3 separate regions of the Mus musculus genome follow, and all the other regions are linked to region 1. A link is a contact called in public HiChIP or PLAC-seq data. All regions are on one chromosome and are shown on one strand. The core of a region is the stretch at or near the end of the contact, and the rest is flanking DNA. Distances in the headings are between cores, read along the strand shown.

What was found. HiChIP or PLAC-seq counts read pairs in DNA pulled down with a chosen protein or histone mark.
Region 2: a contact with region 1 is called in a FOXA1 HiChIP or PLAC-seq map of pancreatic cancer cells. The contact joins two enhancer-like sites. A contact is called at or near these places in 5 of 39 promoter capture datasets (the 3T3-L1 cell line, cranial neural crest, hippocampal neurons and 2 more) and 2 of 115 datasets of contacts at active chromatin or transcription factors (astrocytes and pancreatic cancer cells).
Region 3: a contact with region 1 is called in a FOXA1 HiChIP or PLAC-seq map of pancreatic cancer cells. The contact joins two enhancer-like sites. A contact is called at or near these places in 7 of 39 promoter capture datasets (the 3T3-L1 cell line, the C10 cell line, HPC-7-derived erythroid cells and 3 more), 1 of 15 datasets of contacts at CTCF or cohesin (large pre-B cells) and 1 of 115 datasets of contacts at active chromatin or transcription factors (pancreatic cancer cells).

The regions. Positions count from the first base shown.
Region 1 is chr5:149,351,964-149,356,049 of GRCm38.p6, forward strand. No RefSeq gene overlaps it. Among named protein-coding and RNA genes, the nearest start is that of Gm35704, 6.0 kb to the left of the region's middle. RefSeq lists an enhancer at 196-2,404. Within about 2 kb of position 1,393, at least 153 of the 459 cell types and tissues checked have an H3K27ac peak or open chromatin away from gene starts, as enhancers often do. A contact at or near this core is called in pancreatic cancer cells, where this site is marked.
Region 2 is chr5:148,521,585-148,525,121 of GRCm38.p6, forward strand. The region is part of intron 1 of Ubl3 (ubiquitin-like 3); the gene reads right to left. Among named protein-coding and RNA genes, the nearest start is that of Ubl3, 29 kb to the right of the region's middle. Within about 2 kb of position 2,132, at least 34 of the 459 cell types and tissues checked have an H3K27ac peak or open chromatin away from gene starts, as enhancers often do. A contact at or near this core is called in pancreatic cancer cells, where this site is marked.
Region 3 is chr5:148,462,253-148,466,063 of GRCm38.p6, forward strand. No RefSeq gene overlaps it. Among named protein-coding and RNA genes, the nearest start is that of Slc7a1, 64 kb to the left of the region's middle. Within about 2 kb of position 2,314, at least 23 of the 459 cell types and tissues checked have an H3K27ac peak or open chromatin away from gene starts, as enhancers often do. A contact at or near this core is called in pancreatic cancer cells, where this site is marked.

The DNA.
Region 1 (4,086 bases), core at 143-2,642:
GGAAGAGTGTTTGTCCGCCTGACCCCCCAAGCCCTGTGATCCCAATTACCCTTGCTCAACCCTCTTCACACAACTATGGGCTGAGACATCCAGTAGTGTGTGCCCAAACAAACCTTTCTTCCTTTTCAACTTGTTTCCCTTGGGTATTTTGTCACAGTAGTGGAAAGTAATTAACAAAGGGACTCTAGACTGATACCTGGTCAGGTTCTTGTGCACGCCAGGGCCGAGAGTCTGTAAAAATAGTTACTTGAATCTGTTGAAGGTCAACTATGTTTCTTCATGTACAGAGGTCCCGGCAGACAGTAGCACAGAGAAAGAGAGGTGTCACCCAGAGGGGACCTTGGTGGGGTGGACAAGGTACATGGGGACAGATCTTGCTATAACTCAAGTGTCTGGGGAGGGACACAGGGACTGTCTCTCCCCATCCCCCGTGGCAGTGACAATGTTTTGGTGATGGTGAATGGCAGTGGAGATGAATCTAGAGCTATGGTACCTTCCCCACTGGAAATGAGGTGAGGGAGGGCGTACTCTCCGATTGTGTAAATACAAGGCTGGGCCCTTTCTTTTTCTAGTCTTCTCTGATTGTGGGTTTTTTTGCATTACTTTTGACTTGCATAAAAACGTTCTTTCTCATTATTGGGTTTTCTTTTAAGTTTTGTGGGGAGAGCTGGCTCACCGGGATCCTGGACTAGTCTAGCAGGGGTACCCATCCTTTTGACATTGCAACATGGTCCTTGACATTTGTAAATAAGGTTGAGCGGCATTCACAGCTATCATGGGCCAGCTGGTGCGAGCCTCTACGGCTGGGAACGCCCATTAGTGGAGGGACTTTGTATTTAGTTTGGTTCTGTTGGGAATAGTTCTAGTGATGGGAGCAGGGATGGTTTGGGGCAGATTCACAGCCTTAGCTGAACCTCAGTTTCTTTATCCGTGGATTGTAATTCGTAGTTGGTTATAGCAGTTGTCGGAGGGCGTATACCAAACAAGACACAGGCACCAGACGTGGCAGGGCCCAGCTAGCAGGACTTCCCTGAAAGGATGCTTCAGGGAAGGTCCCAGGCACTGGAGACTTGAAAGGTGTGGTGGGGCGGGAGGGGACAGGGTGCTTGCTCTTTTGTTCCACTGGGTGGCTAGATGGCAGATGGCTTTGCCTCTCCTGGTGGCGAGGTGTGAGCGAACCTTGGCAGGCAGTACCCCTCCAGGCCCTCTTTCTATCCAAACCCCGCCCCCAGCCCCTCCAGGGGCTCCTGTGACACCATTGCCTGACTCAAAAAGCCACTGGGTCCAAGACCCGCCAGCACACAGACGGCCCCTTTGTCTCCCAGCCACACCTGACTGCTGCAGAGACAAGGCGTTGACGGGAGCTGCTGGCACTTGGCCAGGGCACTTTCAGTAGGGCCATTAGTCATGCCTCTTCCAGAAACCGCCTCATCCAGCAGCCATCAGTCTCTTGGCCCTGGGAGGCCTGGGCGGGTGTTTTTCATTTCCTCTCCGTGTTGATTTTTAAACAACAGCTGCCTTTTGGTTCCAGGGACCCTCCGGGTCAGTCCTGGGCCAAGTAGTCTATACTAGCCCAACAGGACTAAATGCCAGCCTCCACCGGTGGGAGCTGTGGGTCAGAGGGGTCCCCCCAGGAAGCCAAGGGCTCTCACCAGTCGGAGTCCCTGGGCAGCTTTTGTGTTCTGTCCTAGAGGCCTGTGTCAACCGTGGGCTCTGGGAGGTCTTTAGGATTCAGGCTATTCTTTGCTACCGGTTTTAGAAATGTAGGGAGCTCTGTAGAGGGAGGGGACCCCCATGGAAAAGATATGCAAGCAGCCAGAGTGCTTGTCTCAGTGTCCAGCACCAGTAGCCCCCAGAAGCCCAAAAACAGGGGGTTTGGAGAATGGCCTTTGCACTGGAAGGATCTCCAACTGGGGCTTTTATGTTAAGAGAGTCTTGGTACATGGAGCTCTTTATATTAGGGGAATCTTTACGAGTAGTCCTTGTTGGTAGGTGTACTGGCTGGTTTTGTGTGTCAACTTGACACAGCTGGAGTTACCACAGAGAAAGGAGCCTCAGGTGAGGAAATGCCTCCATGAGATCCAGCTGTAAGGCATTTTCTCAACTAGTGATCAAGGTGGGAGGACCCATGGTGGGTGGTGCCATCCCTGGGCTGGTAGTCTTGGTTCTATAAGTGAGCAAGCTGAGAAAGCCAGGGGAAGTAAGCCAGTAAGTGCCATCCCTCCATGGCCTCTGCATCAGCTCCTGCTTCCTGACCTGCTTGAGTTCCTTTGGGGATGAACAGCAGTGTGGAAGTGTAAGCTGAATAAACCCTTTCCTCCCCAACTTACTTCTTGGTCCTGATGTTTTGTGCACCTAAGACAGTAGGTAATCCCTAGAAAGGTGGCACTTTGGTATGAGGGCTACCATTGAGGGTCCCTAACTTCCTGGCATTGAGGAGCCCCTAGCATTGGGGAGGTCCCTGGCCCTGGGGAATCCCTGACAGTCTAAAGCTGGATTGTTGGTACAACCAAACATGAGAGATGTGTTAGAGTGTGTGCTCCCATGATCCCAGGCCTGCAGTGGTTCACAATCTTATTGTTTAGTTGGTCATAGCCAGGCGGCCTGTGAGGAAGGAAGGTGACTGTTCCCTCTGTGTGTGCACGTTAACCACCAGTGCCTTGCCTATCCATATCCTTTTCCTTTGCCATGGTAACTGGCAACTCTCTGGAGGAGTGGTTCTCAGTCTTCCCAACTCTGCAGTCCTTTAATACAGTTCATCATGTTGGGGTGACCCGCAGTCATAAAATTATTTTGTTGCTACTTTGTAACTGTAACCTTGCTGCTGCTATGAATTGTAATGTCACTATCTTATATGCAGGATATCTGATATGGGACCCCAAGGGGTTGAGACCACAGGTTGAGAAACACTGCTCTAGATAACACCTGCCTCTTCCTGTTCCTTGTGCCCAGTCAGCCTGAATCTTAGAGTTAAGATAAAGACCTGCTGGCCGGGCACTGTTTAGGTGGGTGTTAGCTAATCATTCACAGAGCTGCACTGCAGGGCCTCACCCCTCCTGTAGGTTGTGGGACTAAGGGGGAGGAAGACATTTTCTTGTGCCACTGTGGATCTGCAGAAGGTTTTCCTTATACTGGAGAGAGAGAGGTGTCTGAGGCCGGTCAAGGGAGTATCCTGGATTCTTGGAAGCATAGCTCCCCTGCCTGTGCCTTATTTAGCTATTTCTAGATGAAATATTATTTGTACCACGAATCCTCCATAAATAACGTAAACAGGCTTAGCCTGTGAAACCCCGGGACATCTGGTTTAATTTGAGTCTCATATAAACAGAGTATGAACAATCTATAATTTTTTGGGTATAAATATAATTGCCCACGATATCCGTGGGTTCAGCGTGCTAGGAGCCAGTAGACTACAAGATAGAAAATGTCCTCCAGTTGTGTCTTCATGGAACACAGATTACTTTTTTTTAAAAATTCCCTATCATCATTTCACAAAGAGCACAACTGTTTACATACTTTACATAGCACGAGGCCTCACAGTTTGTTACAGAGACCTCCAAGTCTCCCGGGAGGTGTATGTAGGTCACATGCCTTGTGTAGCCTGGCTCAAGTGTTCATGAATTAGGAACCCCGGTGGAGGGGGCTGGAACCTTTGGGGGGTAGGGACAGGGGTCCTGGAGCCAGTTGTTGTGGCACTAAATTCCAAGAAATATGTGTGACATCTATACACTAGACCATTATGCCACAATCATCTGAAGTTCAAATACCACGGGTGTTCTGTTTCTCTACAAGCCTCTTTCCTATGAACTATTTTAGCCATTTGACTATCACATCCTGGCCGCTATTGCCTGATTATGTCTTATTATATCTGTCCTATTAGATTCTGGGCTTCTTGAGGTCATACCTGTATCCTGTGTAGCCTTTGTCACCAGGTCCCCTGTCTGCCTTGCCATTGGGATGCCGGAGCACCTCCAACATGTCGCCCAGGGAAGGCAGAATGCAGTCTGAGATAGGGGGTCTCAGGCCATGTTTCCCTGGCTGAGAAAGAGTAGGGGCTGGGTCTGATGCTGTGGTTCTCAACCTCCC
Region 2 (3,537 bases), core at 882-3,381, 830 kb before region 1:
TGCTCTTGTCTTCGCTCACACCAGGAGAGGGCATCAGATCCCATTACAGATGGTTGTGAGCCACCATGAGGGTGTTGAACTCAGGACCTCTGGAAGAACAGTCTTAACTCTTAACTGCTAAACTATCTCTCCAGACCTGCAAGGCATTTCATTCATTAGTAATTCACAGGGGAGGACCCAGCCCATTATGGGTGAGGCCACCCTGGGCAGGTGGTTCTGGTTCCATAAGAAAACGGGCTGAGGAAGCCAGGAGGAGCAAGCCAATAAGCCACACACACCTATCCATGGCTTCTGCATCAGCTCTAGCCTCCAGGTTCCTGCCCTGATATGGAAGCATATGCCAAATAAACCCTTTCTCTTCAATTTGTTTTTGTCATGGTACTTTATCACAGCAGCAGTAACCCCGACTAAGGCAATTTTCAAACAAATTCACACTGGAGAATTTTTAAACCTGTGGTAATATATAGAATAGACTGGGCTGATAGACCAACAGTGGACAGAATCTGAGAGAGAACAGGTAACCAGAGAGGAGAAAATAGGGCAGGCTAAGTGACGGCTCTAAGCTTTGGTGCTGAGATGTAAGAGGAAGCCAGGAGAATTGCACAGAAATGAGGACCAGAAAAGGGATACTGTCTAGAAAAAGATACGTTTAGCTTTTAGCACATCAGTTTTGAAAAAAATCAGTCTTAAAAATGTATTTCTGGTAGCACCAAATACAATTATCACATATACCACTGATTTCAGAGATGAGGTGCCTTTGACTATATTATTTCATGACTATTATATTAGATCAAAAACAGGGGAAGCTATACATTTGAAAATAATCCATACAGTCACTGCCTAATAAAAAAAAAAAGGCGTTTTTGTTTTTGTTTTTTGAGACAGGGTTTCTCTGTGTAGCTCTGGCTGTCTTGGAACTCAAGAGACCCACCTGCCTCTACCTCCTGAGCGCCTGAATTAAAGGCGTGCACTACCACAGCTTCTGACTGGAAGGACAAATCAATAATAGAGCAGGGTGTGCCAGATTATAGCCAGGATTTCTGCAATAGTTCAGTGACATGTGTAACTAGAAAGTTGTCTGTCAAGAAACCATGTTTCTACTGCTTTTACTGTTAAGCATAAATAAGTAATAACAAACTCACTATTCCACACACTCTGACACAGACCATAGTGATAATAATAGAAGACAGTTGCTCTGAGAAGTTAAGAAGGTTTAAAAATCATTCTTTACAATATGTCTGTCAACTCATTACTCCAGAGTGCTAGCAAGCACTTCTGTTTATGAAGAAGTGGTTCTGTCTGGCTATGAAGAAAGCGATTGTTCCATGCTGCCTGCACTCTGCAGGCCTATTCAGCTTGCACAGACAATTTGCATCAACCTGTGACTAGTGATACTGTCACTTAGTGGTGCCCAGATAGCTATGATCTCATGGGCTCTTAATATTGAGGTTCTCATTTATCAATTAATGTCTCTGGAACACTCATGAACTCTGAATTTAATACAATGGCATTTTATTTATTGTCATTAATTAAAATTTAAAATCCAAATATACTCAGGGTTGGTATAACAAATTATTCAGCAGGAGGGCTCATAAGGACACAAACAAGGACAGAAACAATTGAGTAATGGACGCATCAATGTCACTATGTAATGTTAAATACAATCTTTGGGAAAACACAGCACAAAACTGTATCTATGTGAGCTTTCTGAGCTAACCATGCTCCCCAGCGCCAACACTGATGCACTGAGCAGAGGTGGCTGCTTCAGACTATCAATTAAAGATCTCTGAATCATAAGTTATACTTCCTACAGACAAATCCAGCAGCATCAAAAACATTCATCCTAAGGCAAAGCTGAATGGAGGCAGCAGATGGTTTCCGAGAAGGGAAGTCTAGAGAACACAGGAAGAGTCCATTAGACTCTGTAAAAGTCACATTTTCTATAATGAAGGCTAAAGTGAATGATGAAGACGGCTCTCCAAGTGAAAAGGAACAGGGTCTCTGATTGGAGACCACAGGGGGTGTGGTGGTGGGGGGGATGATGTGTCAACCTCTTGCTGACTAACCCCTTAAGTTGCAGACATGGAGGCCAGCACTTCAAGCTTAACTGCTCCCTGTAAGAGAACTGTGGGGCAGTGGTTTGCCCTCTGACTAAGCAGGAACAAACAGCAGCCCAGTTGAAGTATGTCCCCAAACCCCACCCTGACCCAGGAAGTACAAACTATGCATACATTCTGAGGTCAGAGTGAGCCTCAAACTAAGGATGCCGCCCACCTCCTTCTGCCTTGTCTTCAGAGTAATAGGATCTTTCTGAGGGTGCAATAACACACATGGATCACACTGCTATCTTCAAATCTCATCTCTACATGAATAATTTATCTCACACTGCTCCAAGGTCTCCAGAAAGCATGACGTATCAGTACTGATACTGAAATGATCAGTACATTTTGTAAATGATACCAAGTAGGAAAGGTGTTTGCTTATAAAAAGGAATAGCTTTAACATTTTTATTTCAAAGGAAATTGGTTATTACCTAGCTCTTAGGATACTCAAACAAAGATCAAAGAAGAGAAGAATTAAAAGATGTTGCAACATGGAGGTGTGCAGTAGAACTGGCCCAGGGGAGGTCACAAGAGAAATAGAGTTGATTAGCTAGTCATGAACAGTCCTCCATGAACAGGACCAACTATAGACCAAAACAGTCAGAAAGAAATTACATCTGTATTAAACACTCAAGACATCTTCCTTGACATTCCTCCCAAAGCAACAGGGTACTTGGCACTGGCTGTTCTAAGTATCCACAGGTGGTCCCAGTGCATGGAGAAGGTGCTAGGTTACACACAGGTACCACTCCATTTCAGAGGATTCCTTAGCTTTTCCAGTGTCCCACAGGGGTCCGGAAACTTCCCCACTACAAAGTGAAGGACAGCTGTAATTGTTCTTTAAACTACAATTATAAACTGAGATTCTATTACCTTTCAGATATTTTAATGATCTGAAAGGTAATTACCTGATGATTTTTTTCCATTGTAATAAACTAAATTTATGAGCATGGCAGATCTTAAATTCTAGTAAGCACTGAAAAAAACATTGAAAAGATCAATAGTTGTACCAGCTAGTTTTATATCAACTTGACACAAACTTGAGTCAGAGAGGGGGGAGTCTCAATTGAGAAAATGTCTCTTTAAGATCAGGCTGTAGTTATAGGACATTTTCTTAATTAGTTATCAATGGGAGATACCACCAGAATGGCTACAATCACAAGTAAGAGTTGGTACAGATGTGGAAATCATAACTCTCAAGTGTGGCTGAACGCCAGGGGGTGGCCACTCTGCAAACACCTGCACAGCCATCCTGCTTTAGGTGACTTAGCACCTCCAGTCTCTGTGCTGTCCACTCTCCCGACTGCGGTAACAGAGCAGAGACGACTTTTACTTGTTTGGGATTTCTTATCTAATGATTCAGGGTAAAATGACAAGACAGGTTAGATTTCTTGAAATGTAAAACTAAAAACAATTAATGGGGGAGGGAGATATG
Region 3 (3,811 bases), core at 1,064-3,563, 890 kb before region 1:
TCAATGCCTATGACAGTCCTCTCCTGAGTGACCATCCTGTCACCTGGCATCCTTATCATCATCCCCACTTTTATTTAGCCAACTCTTCTTTAAAGGCTTTCTTGCCCCAGTCAGGGGTCCATTGCTTACTTCCAGACCATGGGGGAAGGAGGGATTTTAAAAATGGAGGTGGGCTGGGTGGTGGTAGTACATGCCTTTAATCCCAGCACTTGAGAGGTAGAGGCAGGTGGACCTCTATGAGTTCAAGGCCAGCCTGGTCTACAGAGTTCCAGGACAGCAGAGGCTATACAGAGAAACCCTGCCTCGAAACCACGCCCCCTCCAAAGGTGGGGAAAACGGAGATGGAAGTTACCCACTATGAGATTCATCCTTCCAATAAGTTTTTTTAATAGTACAATTGTACCTTGCTATTTTCAGGAGATTGGTTCTAGAACTTTTATGGTACCCAAGTCCAAGAAAGTGAGGCTCCTTATTAGAAAACAGCCAGCTCTTTGCGTAGAGCTGATGCACACATACCCTCCTAGATCTTAAATCATCTGCAGATTACACACACTGCCTAATGAAGTGGGACTACTAAGCATACAGTCTTTTGTTCATGGACTAATAACAAGAGAAACGTCTGCAAATGATCGATACAAATGTTTGCGCAGTGGTTGGTTGAATCTGTGGATGTGGAGGGATGGCTGAATAGCCACAGATCCTTTTCAACAATAACCAATATCTAATTCCAGAACATTTCCCTTGCCCCCAAAGGAACCCTGGACTTGTATGCTCTTGATACTTAGTAGTGTATCATGTCCAGAGGAGTCTCCATCCAAATCCTGACTGTCACACTGGAGTAGATTGTGCTTCAGGAATCCAAACCTCAGTTCTTTGACCTCCCATTTTGTGGTCTTGAGATTCCCAGTGTCCAATTCAGTCATAGATGAGAACTGTGACATATAAAAGCAACTAAACTAAAGCAGATCGATGAGCTGGTATGATCGGGGAATCAGTAAGCTTAAATTGGTGATTTATAACTTCTGCTCTGACCAGATAACTCCTCTGTGTGTCTTTGAATTAAAGTTTCAGTTCTGAGACTTGTACAAATTTGCAATCTGGGGCTGGAGAGATGGCTCAGCAGTTAAGAGCACTGACTGTTCTTCCAAAGGACCTGAGTTCAAATCCCAGCAACCACATGGTGGCTCACAACCATCCGTAATGAGATCTGATGCCCTCTTCTGGTACATCTGAAGACAGATACAGTGTACTTAGACATAATAATAAATAAACCTATTTTTAAAAAAAGCTTAAAAAAACAATTTCTCCATCTGCAAGAAATAATACCGAGGGATCAATGTCACAATGCCTGGGATATTGCTATCGATAACCCATATATTGCCATCCACAACCAGATATTATCATTCATTGTACAGTTAGTATCCCGGCATCCAGGATCCCTCCCACTGTCTTTTAGCATCCCACCTTTTCAGGAATCCCCAGAAACTCCTCGCTAGTGTTACCTTTCCTGCATCCACATTGTCTCAGTGCTATCTTTCAAGAACAGTTTTTTACTCAGCAGTTGGATTTCCACCCATGTTGTATGGATATCCATAGTTCGTTCCCCCTCTTTGCTGTATAGATACAGCACAGCTTATTTAACCAGCTTCCCATTCGGGCTATTTCTGGCTTGTTTTGCATTCAGGCTATTCCTATAGTGTGAATGCATGCAGACTGCTCAGTTTGGAAAGAATTCATCAGTGAGTTTGTACATCTCAGAGGGCTCACATCTACATCTACCGTGCAATGGCTTTCTTTGGGAGGCGAAGCTTACTCACCTCATCCTAGAGTTGGCAGAATAAGCTTGCATGGTTTCCTAGAAGTCACATGACAAGCCAGCAGCTGGGTCATACGCTGAGTAAATACGCTGTGCCTGTCTCCACATAGAAACTCAGTCACAAATAGTTCCAGATACTAAATTCTAGGGATGCAAAAAGGATGAAAGTTTGGTCCTGAATGGGCTTGCAGGAGAGTTGGGAATCATGGGCCCAGAGCATGAATACAACACATGCTCGGACCATAAAGATAAGCATTGTAATTGCACAGAGTGGGGCCTAAACCACAGGGGGACCGTGCCTGGGCATGGGGAGGTGTGACCTCAGTGGGGGGAGATGGTGTGAGCACCCTGCAGCACAGACGGATTCCTCTGAAATTTTCCACTGAGAAAAAAAAAATGCTCTCTGAAAAAGATTTCTCGTCCTGGGCTGATGTTGGGTAGATAGTTTTATTTCCGTGACTAGTCAAATCTACGGGATCAGCAGAGCCTAGTAGGGACAGACCCAGAGAAATGCTTCCTTCATGATTCAGATGGAATGAGGAAATCGTGTTCTTTGCTAATAATACCCCAAGACCCAAATGTCAGAGCTACAGTATAAAGGAACACAAATAAATCTTACACACGCGAACTCCCAGGCTGACACTGGAAAGTAAACACTGCTGTGTGGTGCATGTGCTGGCCAGATTGTCAGCGCCATGGGAGCCACCCAGCACACACCTCTATGACAACCGCTCCTTTGGCCTGGGAAGAGGTGGGTGGCAGTGATTGGCACATGCTGAGGGTATACAACATGTTTCTCATATAAACCAGTGTTGTCTTCCCTAGTTCTCTAAGGAGAGAGTACAGACCACTGGAGAGTGAAGAACCTGCCCAGGACTGCTACAACATGCAAGGCTTTCGGATCGCCCTTATAGGGGTGACAGGGAACGAAGCCACACTGAGATCGGGTGGGTGCTGGGCACTAACAGAGCTGTACCAATGGCCAGGAAACCCAGTATGTTCCTTATATATCCTGAGGAGCAGGTTAGCTAATCTCTGTAGGAGGTCTCTGTAGGGAGCAGCCTCAGGCTGCAGTCATTCTGGAGAAAGAAGCTGCGGTTGATGTGTATGGTGCATGCTGTCCACATCTGTACTGGACCAGGAGAAGACCTAGTCACCCCCAGGGGTCTGAGGCACTGGAGTCCTTGACATGGCTGGGCTCCAGTCAATATTCTCTCACTCAGGACCTCATCCGTCCACCACACAAAACCACTTAGGCACTGGGCCCAGAACTGTGTATCTTGGAGGGAACCATGAAATGTTGTTTACCTAAAAAGGAAGTGGATAGCCAGGCGTGGTGGCGCACGCCTTTAATCGCAGCACTCGGGAGGCAGAGGCAGGCGGATTTCTGAGTTCGAGGCCAGCCTGGTCTACAAAGTGAGTTCCAGGACAGCCAGGGCTATAAAGAGAAACCCTGTCTCGAAAAAAAAAAAAAAAAAAAAAAAAAAAAGGAAGTGGAGAGAGTCAGAGGTCAATGACACTTGGCTGGTCCAGTGTGTTGGTGATGTTGGAGCCACAGAGAGCAGGGGCTTATTCACTAAGGCCTTGGTGATAGAGTCTCCATGGAAAGGGTTTGGTAGGGGTATCAGCAAAGCCAGGATCGTGGAGAAAGGTGCAATTGTACCATTTTCTGTCCCCAGAGGTCTTCAGTGGGACATAGACATGCAGACAGAGGCACAAGCCAAGCAGGCTCCGGAGCCACCAAGATGGATACAAAGGCAGAAACTGGCAAGGGTTCCAAGCTGTGCTGGAACAGATTTTGGAAGTTTCAGGATGATCTGCCAGGAGGATCTGGGAAGACATTAAGCCTAGAGAATAGAGACTCCAACATTATCCAACAAGCTGATCTTGGAGCCACTAAACTGTGTGTTCCTGCAGGCATGTGTGTATAATATCAGTACCACCAGCATCTCTCTGTTCACTAAAGCCGTGCTATCCCGGGTAACAGATTTAGAA